3 separate regions of the Mus musculus genome follow, and regions 1 and 2 are each linked to region 3. A link is a contact called in public Micro-C and promoter capture Hi-C data. All regions are on one chromosome and are shown on one strand. Each heading gives the region's core, a stretch centred on a gene start, on an enhancer-like site or on the middle of the called end of the contact. The rest is flanking DNA. Distances are from core to core; before and after follow the strand shown.

Region 1 (4,151 bases), core at 682-3,181, 170 kb after region 3:
TATAGGCACAAACTGCCCTCTGTGGCATTTACGTAGGCACAGGGCATCCCAGGGGAGCCATTTCCCAGCAGATCCTATGATTTGAAGAATGGTAATAGCCCCTCTGTAGGGAAGAAATTATAAAATAAAAATGTCATCCAACCAGAAGACTAGGTTTCATTTGCCAGTGTCTGCAGATGAGCAAGCGGGTAAGCAGCCGGCAGAACTGGCTCCCTGTTTTATAGTCGGTAAGTTTTAGCCACTAACCTGCATCCCACACACGGAGGATCCATATTTGGTGTGATGCTTTGTTGACGACAGATGTTATAACTTGTAGTGAAAAAGACACCTCACCCCCACCCCCAGTTCCACCTTCCCGCCGTCTATCACCTCTGACCTGCCCAAGGCAGTCTATGCTCCAGATCGCAAAATTGGCATGAATCTTTTCAAGTGTTTCTGACAAGTTATCCCTTTTCCCACCCCTGAGGGAAAAACAGAAGACCAATTTTCTAGAGAAAGGTTTCAATCTGCCCTCCTGTCTTCTGCGATGCGTTATAAGACCCAGGGCTGGCGAGTGGCTCAGAAGGCAATGTTGCTTGCCTTGGTGACACTTGATGTCCTGAGTTCGATTCCCAGGGCCCACATGACAGAAGGAGAGAAGCCCTACAAGTTGTCCTGTGACTTCTACGCATGCATGATGGCGCCCTGCCACCACACACAGACGTGAGCTCTGTCACGCAAACAAGAGACACTTCTTTTCACAGTAGCCTTTATTGCCAACAACAGACTTAACACTTACAGTCACTGAAACAATTAACTATTTAAAAATGGTTACTCCTCTCAATCTTTGAGCCGTGGTTATTCTGTGTGCTGGGAAAGAGCCGGTCACAGAAAGATAACAAGGTGCATTTTATAGAAAATGTCTAATGACATCGCCGCCAGTTCCATGCTTTGGAGACTAGTGACAAATGAAAAAAATGAAAACAAACAAACAAACAAAAAAACAAAAACCTCATCACCCACATAGTTGTCTAAGTCAGAGGGCAGAGGGTCAGCTCTGAGCTCTGGGATTGGAAGTGCATGGGTGGCCGTCCCAATGATAAAGGCACATGTTCCAGTACCTAATAATAACAAGAAGAGCAGCATTGTCTAGGGTTAGCCTGCCACCAGCCATACCTCGGCCATGGTGATGGGATGTTCTATGCTGCCTCCTCGTGGTTATCCCAGAAGCTCGGCTGTGGTGTGCCAGGACCGTGGTGGAGGGCATGAGACCGAAAGCAACACCGTTTCTCTAAAGAGTCCCTGCAGGTGAGGGAGTCCAAGCTGCCTGATCACCTTCACCTGTTATCTCTTGGGAATGCCAAATGGTCGTCAAATCGCCTAAGTTTTATCAAAGAAAAATATTAGAAAACTTAAAGTTGACTTTGTATTTCTGCTCCTCAACAGGTGACTTAGGGAGCCAATCCCAGGCCAGTATCAAAGTGGCAAGGGGCGGTTGGCCACACTCCCAGGCAGTAACTGTTACAGTAACTGTTGGTGTTTCACAATGGTTAACAGAAACAAAAAGAAATTTCAAATATGTATATATCAATATGTATAATTGGCCACCCGAATGCTTTTGGAAAACTGTTCAATACCTTGTTACACATTACATTTACACTGAGCTGTCCCCTAATCCTGGGGCTTTTGAACATCAAATGTCTCATTCTGAACACAAAGAAATTCACATAAATTTCACAATACTCAGAAACAAGTTATATCCAAAAGTCAGTTGAACAGAGAACATTCAATTGGCAACTCACACATAGTGTTGTTAAACAAAGAAGAAGAAGAAGAGGAAAAGAAACTAGTTGTCCCCAGACTAGTTAGTCTACTGTCTCTGCCTTGTGAACTGTTGCTTGACTCCGCTGTGAGTGACTTTGGTTGTGGTAAAGGAATTTCCTCCAGTGTGAACCTGTATGTCCTCAGGAGCTCGGGTTTCAGATTCACCCCATAGGTTCTGTCCTCTATGTACAGTGGGTACATAAAGCTGTCCATTTCCTGTGGTTTCTCTTTCACCCATAGGTGTGTCTGGGGGTCTCAGGGACTCACTTACCCCCAGGGCATCTGAGAGGGCAGCGAGAGGAAAGGAAAGCTTTTCAACCTGTCCTCCGGCATCCTACTGACATCAGCAGATTCCATGAGGGACACCAACTTGAACTTTTGCACCCTTTTCTTCCTCAAGGGTACAACTGCGCCACCTGCTGTTTAAAAGCCTTCAGCGCCTCCAGCTCAGTCCTGAGCCTGATCCTTGGTCCATACTGAATGTGAGCACACCAGCCCTGAAAGCCTCCCCGACTCCCACTCCAACACTCTCACACTTCATGTGTGTGTTGGAGGAGGGGCTCCAGTTAGATTATAAACAGGAACAGATTCACCTTATGTTCCCTTCTCTGTCCCACAAGTCCCTGCAGGACCTGCTACATAGGATCTAAGGTATAAATGTGGCCAGGAGGGCTGGCCAGCCAAGTCCGGTTGTGGTAAGTCAGGCTGGGTCAAGAAAGGATGTGGGTCTGTGGGTGTTTCATCTGCATGTCCCTTTTCCTTTTCTCTAACACCTGCCTCTTCCTTGTCTTCTGCTGGCTACCCTTCTGTTTAGTTCTCTTGAGACATGGCCTCGTTTAGCCCAGGTTGACCCTGAGCTAGCCTTTACCATCCAAGTTCTGGGATTACAGAAATGCACCACACTCCTGGCTTGCTTTCCCTCTCTCTCGGCCTGCAGTGAGAGCCCTACTTCCCTTTTTGTACCATGGTCTCAGAGTCCACGACACCCAGAACTCTGCTCCACAGGTCTGCAAATGAGAGCAAATCAACCGCCAAGCTCTTGGTGCCATTTCTCATATACAGGTCATCCAATGCAGGAAACCCCAGAGGCTCAGTAGAGAGAGACCCAACACAGAGCTGGTCTGCATCTGGACATACACATGCTGTGGTGCGCATTCCATCTGAACTAAAGAAAGCTCGTGTACGTGTATACTACACACATGCAGTTCACACTCAGAAAGCCTTAGTATAAAGTTGCAATTTTTTTCTAGCTGATATAAAATGTGCCAGTTTTAAAACTGTGCATTTGTTGCTTGCAAACTTATAAATATGTATAAACCCCATTATAAATAAATCCTGTCTGGCAGATGGCATTTTATCTGCCAGCCACAGTTGCAGGGAGTTATAAGTACTTATTAATTCCCCATTTTCAAATTCACGGCATGGGCCTGGGAAATATGATGTGAAGTGGTGTGAAATTTTCTTCATAATTGGTGGGGGTGGGAGGGAGATGGAGATGGAGTCCACCAGTAAGCGTCAAGGAAGGGGTGGAGGCTCACCAGTCAATATCAAAGCCAAGATCCTTAGCATTAGCATGTCCTCACACTGAAAAGGCAAGTGCTCTACCCTCACACTAGGCCTGCTGAGTCAGGAGCCCAAGGGCCAGAGCCCTGAAATCCATGTGTGGATCAGGCAGCCTGGTTCTTCGATGTCTGCCTTCTGCTCTGAGACTGATATTTTATAAATACCAGCCTCTGCCCCAGGATGTCCCAGTTCACAGAGTGTGCACAGGTATGCACAAGGCTGGGCAGAAATCTCTGGAGATAGCCTTCCATCCATGCTGACTGTGGTGGAGCTCCTCCATGCCCCACCCACTAGCTAACCCAGGTGTCTTCAGTTCTGTTCCTGGGGCTTAACAGCAAATAGATGCCCACAATGTATCCTGGGTGGACTCGTGTTCCACAATGCAACCATTCCACAGCAGCTACTTCCTTCTTGACTTCTGGGATCATTTCCAAAGTAAGCTATATGGACCCAAATCCCCCCTCCATCCCCACCCCCACCCCCAGCTCCCCTTGGTAGAATACCAGCTAAGTCACCAACCACAGGTCCTGACTCTCTCAGGCAAATGGCTCAGTCCTTCCTGTACTTCAAAAGGTGGAGTATGTTGCTTCCATGTGAGCTACATGTCTGAGCCTCAAAAGGCCTTAGTAAGTCCTGCATTCTTTCCTAGATCTAGCCATTGACCACTGCCATCCAATTTTTTCAGCTGAAATACAAGGGCCCCTTCAGCTGAAACATCTCGAAAGCACCTGCCCATTATCCCAGAAGGGCAAAATTTCTAGGTTTGTAATATGTTCCAGGAGTGG
Region 2 (4,385 bases), core at 92-2,591, 160 kb before region 3:
ACCAAAAAAAACCAGGCGTGTCACCAAGGAAACGGAAGTGTTCCATACTGTCACTCCAGCCTCCTTCCCTATCACACCCTTCCTTGTTCCTGTCAGCCTCCACGATCAAACATTAAACACAACAAAAGCTAATCTTCTCTCAGTGATCTCCAGGCTGGCTGCATCTCTACTGAAATTAGCCCTCTCTTCGGTCTGTGACTACGTTGCTCCTGCCAAGAATGTCATCTGAGACAAGCATTTTAATTTGAGCAGGCACATATCAATCTTATTTTGAAAAAAAAAAAAAAAGTGCCAATGGAATCCCAAAGAGCACAGCGAACTAAGAGCCGTGCTGCAGGTTTGGAGTGCGCAAAGGGCTTTCCAATAACGTCTTGTAATTCGACCTGGCAACACTCTGGCAGGAGGCTTATTACAATGCGGCAGTGCTACAGCACTCGAGGAACCAGGTCGGTGACCGCCTGGATCCAGACACTGGGTTAAAGGAGGGAAGGAGACCCAGACGAAGCTTCAGGTCCCGTATTTCACTTCCCCTCAAACCAAACCATCCCGGACGTTTTCTTTTTCTCTCTTTCCTTGCCCACAGCCAAACAGATCCTCAATAGGCGATCTTAACTGGAACCAGAGTCGCACGGATTCTCGTGCGATCGTGGGAAGTCTTGGCTTGCAGCCTCGCGAGGAGCCCGGGGTGACTTCTAGAGCAGCGGCTGCAGCTAGGCCAAGGCTAGGTGTTTGCAGCAGCCACCCTCAGCAGGTGTTCGCAGGAGGCCCTGAGCTTTGCAAGCTGAGCCTAGTTCCTCAGCCACTGCGCAGTGCGGCGTACAGCAAGGCGGTGTGTCTTCAAGGGAGCATGGGGGAGCCTATCCATATTTTTAAAGGGCTCGCGTCCTGCAGTCCAAAGCTGCTGCTCCGCAGGAAAGTGCACCTGCGCGGCGCACGGTCATGTGACCTAGCCTCCTGCATCTCCGCAGCTAGCCAGGCAGCTACCCGAGACAGCAGACGTAAGGTCCCAGGACAAAGAGTCAGGATAGCTCCTGGAAGCCGTCCTCCCGTGCAAGAGTAAATACCAACGCCCGCTACTCTCCGTTCGTCTTCCCGACCCTGCTCCGCTTGTAAGAGAGGCCGGCTCTACGCCAGGCCCGCGGCTCCCCAGCGTGTACCTCGCCGCTCCGGGTGCGCGCCCCACCCTCCAGGTGAGCAGCGCCAGGCCCCGCCCCCGCCGCCAGGGCCCGCCTCCCACCCGCGCCTGCGCAGTGCGTCCGGCGGCGCCGGGCGCCGGGGCGGCGCGGCCGTCGCAGTTCGGCGGGCGCAGTGCGCGTGCGCCGTGGCGGCCGGGGGGCGGGCGGCGGCCGCGGCGAGGAGCGGGGGTGGGGAGGCGCCGTCTGGCTCGGGCTGGGCCGGCGGGGAGCACGAGCGAACCACGGCGGCCCCGTGGGCAGCCTCGGTGGCCGACAGGTGAGACGCGCGTGGGGCTGGCTGCAGGGCCGTGAGGGGGGAAGCGAGTGGGCCTCTCACGGCGCGCGGACCCAGGTGAGCATAGCCCGCGGGGCCCCGGGCGCATTGTCCGCGGGCGGCGCCCCTCAGCGCCCCCTGCCGGCCGGGCTCGGTGGGGCCGGGGCGCGGCGGGCTGGGGCCGGGGCGTGCGCGAGTTCCTTTGTTCGTCGCCCCCGCCCGGTCCCCGCCGCCCCCGCCAACATGGCGCTCGCGGGGTCCCTGCCCCAGCCCCGCGGCCGCTTCCCGCGCGCTTTGTTCCGTGCCGGGCGGGGGGCGGGGGCGGGGGCATTGCGTAACCGGGCGGGGGAGGGGCGTGGCGGGACCCCCGCGACGGGTCATCCCGGTGACGCCCTGCCTGGGGGGCTCGGGGCGCGGGCCTGCGTGACCTTGGGTTTGCCTCCCCGAATGCGCCCGATAGATGTGCGGTGCGGATACTGCGCAGCGCCGGGGGTCGCGGTCCCTGGCGGCTTCCTGCACGGATGGTGCGTTCTGGGCCTTTCCGGGAGGCGGGGGGTGTCGGGTTGAGAAATGGCTTCAGTCATCCACGACGTTGCCTGCGCATCTCAAAGTTTGTTTACGCAATTGTTTTTATATTGATTTGGTTTCGATGGTCTATGAATTGGGTTTCGGGTTTTGTAAGGATTTTTCTCTCTGTGTGTGTGTGTGTGTGTGCGCGCGCGCGTGCAGTCTTACTTCTGGTTTAAAGGCTTGTTTATTTATCGTGTACATCCAAAAGCAATACAAGATTCGTTCAAGTGTTGTAAAGGATTTTAGTGTGACTAGCGAGAAAGATGGTATCCGTATCGAAATGCGAATGCCTCACTAACTTTCCTTGGAATTTTCTGGAAGAAGCTGCAGCCTGAAAGGATTGATGGAGAGTAATTGCCTTCTGCATAGCTTTTGTTAGAGAGTGAAAATGAAACCGGATCTTAGACGTTTTTTTACCTATACATCCTGAGCGCACTTCTGAGGTGGTGAAATTTTGGAAAGATAGAAGAGGCACATCTTTAGCCTTTTTAACCCCTTCAGTATTAGTTAATGGGTGAACACGATTTACAGGATGTCCGTTATCAGATTTGGTAATTGTGTATTAACGTAGCCTGCTATGTTTATAAAAACGTGTAGTGTTTCTCTCAATAAGTAAAACGAAATTAGCTTTAAAATCCTACTTTGACATGCCTAAGAAATGGATCAAGCAAAAGGCTTTCAGTCTAAGTGAATTTGTATGAGGTCTCCTGTACTCTAGACTGGCCTTGCGCCACTCTCCTTTTTCCGCCTGGAGTACAATCGAGTGAGGGGCTGTCTTTTTATACTTAGGATTTTTGAAATATATGTGTGTGGATGTTTTGTCTGCATATTTGTCTGTGTACCACATGTGTGTCTGGTGCTCAAGGAGTCCAGAAGAGGGCTCTGAACTCCCGGGACTGGAGTTAGACAATGGGAGTGCTGGGAATCAAACACGGGTCCTTTGGAAGAACAGCCAGTGAGTGCTCTTAACCGCTGAGCCATGCTTAAGGTTTTTTAAAAATAGATTTTCACTATGGAATTTCTCTAGTCAAGCCCACTTTAGTGTTCAAAGGAGGTGCTTTAAGCCTTTCTGGGATAGCTAAGCTCTGATGCTGCCCATCTCTTACATAGGATAGGGTGGTCACCCTTCACCAGGCCTAGTAACAGGATTGTAACCCTAGTTGTTGAGGAGGGTTGGAAGTTTAAGGACAGCTTGTATAATTTAAGGTCCTGTTTCAAAAAGTCAGAAGTCTGTGGTAGAGCAGTTGTCCTGCACATACATGTTGGACTCCAGGTTTTGCCTCCTAGTACAACAAACTACCTACCATGTAAACGTTCCTTAAATAGAATAGGTTGTTTTAGGGAATGAAGGCATTTCTTTCATGTTGTGGATACACCCCCAGCATGTGCCCCCAATCTGTGGATAGAGGCTGGGTGGCTGTTTAGGTAGTGTCTTTAATTGCCAGCTCCAGAGCAAACAGCAGTCTGAGGCGGTATGCTCGGCCAGCCCTGTGCCTGAGGCCCTGCCGGTCTGTCATTCTGAGGGATGAGGTGCCCTCTTCTTCTCTCCTTAGGATCACATTTCACATTTTCATTTTGGGAACTCTGAAAAATACTGCTCTTAGTGAGCCTGGGACTTCCTTTTATGGGGCAGTAGAGGGCTGAAGACAAAGGATGAAAGGGAGCTGTGGCCTGAACGTTGCTTCCCTCGAAAAGTGGAAGCCGGGAAAATCCCATAGGAAAACAGCTAGTTCCACATCCAGTCACTTCTGGATGGCGTTCGCCGAGGATCAAAACTGAGTGAGAGCACCTCACTGAGGGACTCTTGTCCTGTGGATTGAACTGGCCTGTTGGGGAAATGTGGTTGTCTTTGATTTTTCTGAAGGTCAGATAACAACTTAGTTTCAGTTTGGATAGCTTCCATAGGAGTGACTCCGTTTTGATCTCTGAGCTGGAAGACCATGGCTTCTGGACTTTTTCTGACTGTGTCCTTACGATGTCTCTCAGCTGTGTCCTCCCACTAGAGAATGGTAATGTGGGGTTGATGTGATTTGTGTGTGCTGCTTTGTTTTGTGGGTGGTCCAAAATTTCACCCTTAAACCATTTGTAAGAGTTAGTGTCCTGGAAAAACTTTTTTGTAGAGTTTGATCTTTGGGGCAGCTAACACGGTTTGGACTGACTTATTTGCAGCACTTTTTTTTCCTACTGTGTTAGAAAAAACATGAAGGGAGCCAGGCATGGCACACACCTGTAATCCCAATACTGAGGGATGGAGGAGGCAGGTGGATGAAAGTTTCAAGCAACACAGACCTATAGTGGAGAATTTGGAGGTTGGAAATGATATCTGCATGCACATTAGTAGAACCTCAGTTTGATAGAGGATATTT
Region 3 (4,381 bases), core at 958-3,457:
CAGGCCAGGATTTGCCTGCTGTTTGGGAGTCTTTGTGACGTCTTTGTGATTTGACCGTTTTCTTGAAAGCTTGTTGTAAAGCCATCAGCCATGTTTTCTACATGTCCTCCTGTTCCATGGAGAAATCTCACTTGGTAAATGCTGTTCAGAGTGACAGGTGAGAATGCATATGCAAGACCATCAGGAAAGAATGGCAGTCCAGAGGACCCAAGTTCACTTCCCAGCCCCTATATGGTGGCTCACAACTCCTTGTACCTCCAGTTCCAGAGGGCCTAACACCCTCTTCTGGTCTCCATGAATGCTGCACTCAAGTATAAACAGGCAGACATAATTAAAACTAAAATAAACTCTTTTAAAGCTTGCCACTCAGGATCCAGTGGTTCCTGGCTATGCTCCCCCACCCCCGATGGAATCCACCCTACTCACCTTCACCCCAGCATATGGAGGAGTGGTTGGGATCTTTTCCCTGCAGCAGTGGGATGGAGTACTAGAAGTGTCTGTACTGGTAGTCTATCTGTGGAGTGAGAAGACAGAGCTCTGCAGAGCAGGACACCAGACGGGCTGGATCATACCTGGGTCGGTAGAGTGGATACTCTTCAAATGCAGCGTGGAGGCCATAGGACTCAGTAAACATTGTGTGTGTGTGTGTGTGTGGGTTTTATAGGCATGTGTGTATGTGTGTGTGTGTTTTACAGGTATGTGTGTATGTGTGTGGGTTTTATAGGCATGTGTGTATGTGTGTGTGTGTTTTACAGGTATGTGTGTATGTGTGTGTATGTATGTGTGTGTTTTATAGTGTGTTTTATAGGTGTGTGTGTATGTGTGTGTTTTATAGATGTGGTGTGTGTTATAGGTGTACATGTGTTTTATAGGTATATATATGTGTGTGTGTATTTTATAGGTGTGGTGGTGTAAGTGTGTATTTTATAGGTGTGTGTATGTTCTTGTGTGTGCACATGTGCAGCTGTGGAAGCCAGAGGTTGACATCAGGTGTTTCCTTTCACTCTTCTCCATGTTATTTTTTGAAGCAAAGTGGACCTGAAACTCCCCAGTTCTGCTAGGCTAGCTGGTCAGAGGATCGCAGAGGTCATCCTGTCTCTGCCTCTTAGTACTAGCTATGTGCCTATGTACCCAGGCTTTTCTGGAGGTGCTGAAAATTCAAACTCAGGTCCCCATGTTGATGTAGCAAACACTTTACCAACTGTGCCATCCCCCTAGCCCCTCAACAAACATTGTGTGCCAAGTTCTGTCTGAAATTGTCAAGGTACCAAGAAGACTTTCATGGGACCATGCTATTTTTGAGATCCAGGGATAAGCAGGGATCTTGTCCCGAGTCTCCCTAGACCCTGGGATGTTCTGATGGGTGCCCAAGATCTTCCTTAGAGAACACTTGATTGCCAAAGAGGGATCAGCAGACAGGAGCATGCAAAGAACACCCACGTGGGAAAGCAACTCAGCTGAGCTTCCTTACTTTAAAGATGGGAAGAGCCCTTTCCACATTCACAGAATTGGTGACACTTCAGAGTCAGAAAAGTGAGGCTGGGGTCTTATCTCCCTCCCCGTAAAACACCGCTGCAGTAGAAGGCAGCTTTGTGCGGCCATTTGCCCATCTGGGAAAGAGAATGGTTGTGGTGGAGATCTGCAATTACGACTCAGCATGAGGCCCAGTGACTAGAATAATGGAAGCTGTCAGTAAACGACAACTCTTAAGATCGTTATTAGAAAACTCTGCTCTGGGTAGAACCAGTGTGTCACCCAAGTGAGGGGCAGCAGGGCATAGCACAAGTCACTTCTCTTCTCTGCCCCCTCCCCCACCTCTCCAGTGTTCCCTTTCTTGTATTGTGCTAGGCTGACTGATAATGAAAGTTTTTACATGGATGGATTTCTTTCATAATCATAACAAATCCAATAGAAGCTGCCAGATGTTTCTGCTCGGCCAAAGAATGAAGTTAATGGATGCGTATCAGCGCTCAAAGCTAAGATTTAAAGACTGATTGCTAAGGACAAGCATCCGTTAAAGAAAAAAAAATGTATAGGTTGGCATTTCAGCATTCCCAGGCAGCACAAACTAGTGTTTGATCACATCTGGTCCCCATCAAGCCTGAAGTGTTACATAAATACACGCACAGTTTATAGGGTGAGGCGGCCATATGGAGACAGGCTAAGCTTTGTTCTGTTTAAGCTCTTGCAGATGAGGCCCAGGAGGCTGCCTGACAGCCATGGGCTTCTCAAGGGATGAAGCTCTTTGCTCTACTCAGCGCATCTGGAGCAGAGATTCCATTGCCTACCTCTCCATACCAGCAGTCCTTACTCATATCCACACTGGGCGGAGGTCAGTTTATAAGTTAGGGACCTGTGAGTTCCACCCACCTCTCTACATCCATCCATTTCCTAGCCAAGCATCCATCTGCTGAGGTTTGAATGAGTCATGTCCCCCGTAGACTTGGGGATTTGAACACTTGGTCCCCAGCTGATGGTGCTGTTTGGAGAGGTGGTGAACCTTGCTGGAGGAAGCACATTACAGGAGAAGGCTTTGAGGTGACACAGCCTCCTCCTAGTTCCCATTTGCTAGGTCTGCTTTGTACTCGTGTTTGAAGATGTAAACTTGCGGCTTCTGGCTCCTCCTGCCTTTCTTGCTGCCCGTGCTGTCGTGCTACACGGCCTCAATGGATTTTTACCCTTCTGGAACCTCAGGCCAAGATAAACTCCTTCCATAACTTGCTTTTTGGTCATTATTGTCTTCTCACTACAGCAGAGTAGTCAGCAGTGCGTCAGCCACCCTTCTGTCTGTCTGTCCTTTATATCTCCGTTTGTCTCGCGCTAATATCGATTAATTTATATCCCCATCTCTTTATCCAGCCCTTTATAAACCCCTCCTTTAATCTTTTGTACGTACACACATCCTCCCATTCACCCAACAATGTCGCTGAGTACCCATCTCCTTTTGTCCATTTGCTCAGTGAGTATATCTCCTAATGTGTGCAAAGCCCTGCTCCAGGCACATAGAATCTGGTAGCAATCAAGTCGCCTAGTGTCCCTTGTGCATTTCTGGAGGGAGAGATGAACATTAAGCACAGCGATTCAATGGGAGGGTGCTAAGTGTTCCAAGGGTATGCTATAGGAGAATCCTCCTGACCAAAGGTCCAGAAAAGGCTCTCAGAGTGCTCAAGGTGGGCAGGGGGCCCTTCAGGCCCTGGCCCTGCTGTAGATGCTGCTCCTGGTGGCTTCATGGTTGGTGATTCCTGATGACACAGTTTCCAAAGCCAGGCGATCCCTCCTCCAAGCCAAAGCATTCCGAGTTTCTCAGTAGCAGGTCTAACATAAGGAACGAAGCCGAGAAAGATGTATCCCTTTAACCATAGTGAAGGATGAGAAGGAGAACCGGCTTTTAAAATTCTTCCTGCCCAAGGCATGGTGACATGAGATGTCACAGGCGGGTCCCACCCTGTGTCCAGAGCTGACCACACCATTGTATGTGGTTTGCTTTGCAGAAGGAACAAGCCACTGTGAGCCATCTCTCTTCTTAAGCCCAGCACACTTATTTGCAATGGGCATCTCATCTCTCCATGCCCTTGTGTGGTCAACCTGACCCAGATAAGAAACAAGAAGCAGAAAACACCTTATTCTGGCCCCTGGGGGAAAGAGTCATTTTACAAAAAGCCCCCTCCATCTAGGGCCATCTATTTTCTGAGGAGCCTAACTGTTGGCAGGCAGGCTGGGGGACTGTAAGGCTGGGTCTTAGCAGTGATTACACATTAGAAGTAATTACACTGGTCTTGTTTTTGTTGTCCATAGCCATGCCTAGATCTCAGGCACGGGGACTCTGGTTTTGCCCTAGGGTATAATTTGTTTGTAGGGACATCATTTTTATGCCACTCCCAAGCTGGCTACCTGTGCTGTGGCCATTCATTTCCTGTGGTATAGGGTAGCAGTTATACAACCCAGAGGGCTTTGTTCTCTGTGACCTATACTTTGGGAAGCAGGAGAGGCCCTCTGTTTCTGAAAGCAACTCGCAAGATAATTACACCAGGCTCCTCCAAGGATCGTCTGCTTGGGGAGAGCTGCTGCCAGCCTAGGCGATGTAGCTCAGTCTTCAGGGCAGGGTGCTTGCCTGGCGCGCATAAAACTTCAGCACTGCATAACCCCAATGTAGAGGCACACCATCTGAGTTATCCCGGCACTCAGGAGGCAGAGGCAGGGGAACCAGGCATTTCCGGTTATCCTTAGCTACATAGACAGGTAATGAGTCTGACTAGGCACCCTGCTTTTTTTTTTTTTTTTTGTTGTTGTTATAAAATAAGCTCATGTGTACTTCTGAGGGCTAGTCAGTCACGAACAGGAGAGTTACGAAGGACAAAGGCCCTTCCACTCCACAGTGGAG

What was found. Promoter capture Hi-C pulls out the DNA fragments that hold promoters and counts their contacts. Hi-C and Micro-C count contacts between places; a contact is called where the count stands out from the background.
Region 1: a promoter capture Hi-C map of the 3T3-L1 cell line shows a contact between it and region 3, with 3 times the contacts expected there. The contact joins two enhancer-like sites. A contact is called at or near these places in 1 of 39 promoter capture datasets (the 3T3-L1 cell line), 2 of 15 datasets of contacts at CTCF or cohesin (large pre-B cells and pro-B cells), 7 of 484 Hi-C or Micro-C datasets (the 3T3-L1 cell line, the MNK3 cell line, cerebral cortex and 4 more), 7 of 115 datasets of contacts at active chromatin or transcription factors (the NIH/3T3 cell line, cardiomyocytes, craniofacial prominence and 4 more) and 2 of 9 other capture datasets (embryonic stem cells and liver).
Region 2: a Micro-C map of palatal mesenchyme shows a contact between it and region 3, with 1.9 times the contacts expected there. The contact joins the promoter of Spin1 here to the enhancer-like site in region 3. A contact is called at or near these places in 2 of 39 promoter capture datasets (the C10 cell line and cranial neural crest), 3 of 484 Hi-C or Micro-C datasets (nephron progenitors, palatal mesenchyme and uterus) and 1 of 9 other capture datasets (liver).

What each region holds. Positions count from the first base shown.
Region 1 is chr13:51,422,655-51,426,805 of GRCm38.p6, forward strand. It overlaps Shc3 (src homology 2 domain-containing transforming protein C3), which reads right to left. Exons shown (of 12, transcript NM_009167.5): 12 at 735-4,151. S1pr3 (sphingosine-1-phosphate receptor 3) reads left to right here. Exons shown (of 2, transcript NM_010101.4): 2 at 1-143. Among named protein-coding and RNA genes, the nearest start is that of Gm32834, 6.0 kb to the left of the region's middle. Within about 2 kb of position 1,932, at least 15 of the 459 cell types and tissues checked have an H3K27ac peak or open chromatin away from gene starts, as enhancers often do. A contact at or near this core is called in the MNK3 cell line, where this site is marked.
Region 2 is chr13:51,099,539-51,103,923 of GRCm38.p6, forward strand. It overlaps Spin1 (spindlin 1), which reads left to right and starts at 1,342. Exons shown (of 6, transcript NM_146043.4): 1 at 1,342-1,452. It overlaps 9430083A17Rik (RIKEN cDNA 9430083A17 gene), which reads right to left and starts at 1,189. Exons shown (of 1, transcript NR_029463.1): 1 at 1-1,189.
Region 3 is chr13:51,257,169-51,261,549 of GRCm38.p6, forward strand. All of the region lies in intron 2 of Gm46414 (a long non-coding RNA gene), which reads left to right. Among named protein-coding and RNA genes, the nearest start is that of Gm46414, 51 kb to the left of the region's middle. Within about 2 kb of position 2,208, at least 46 of the 459 cell types and tissues checked have an H3K27ac peak or open chromatin away from gene starts, as enhancers often do. A contact at or near this core is called in the MNK3 cell line and palatal mesenchyme, where this site is marked.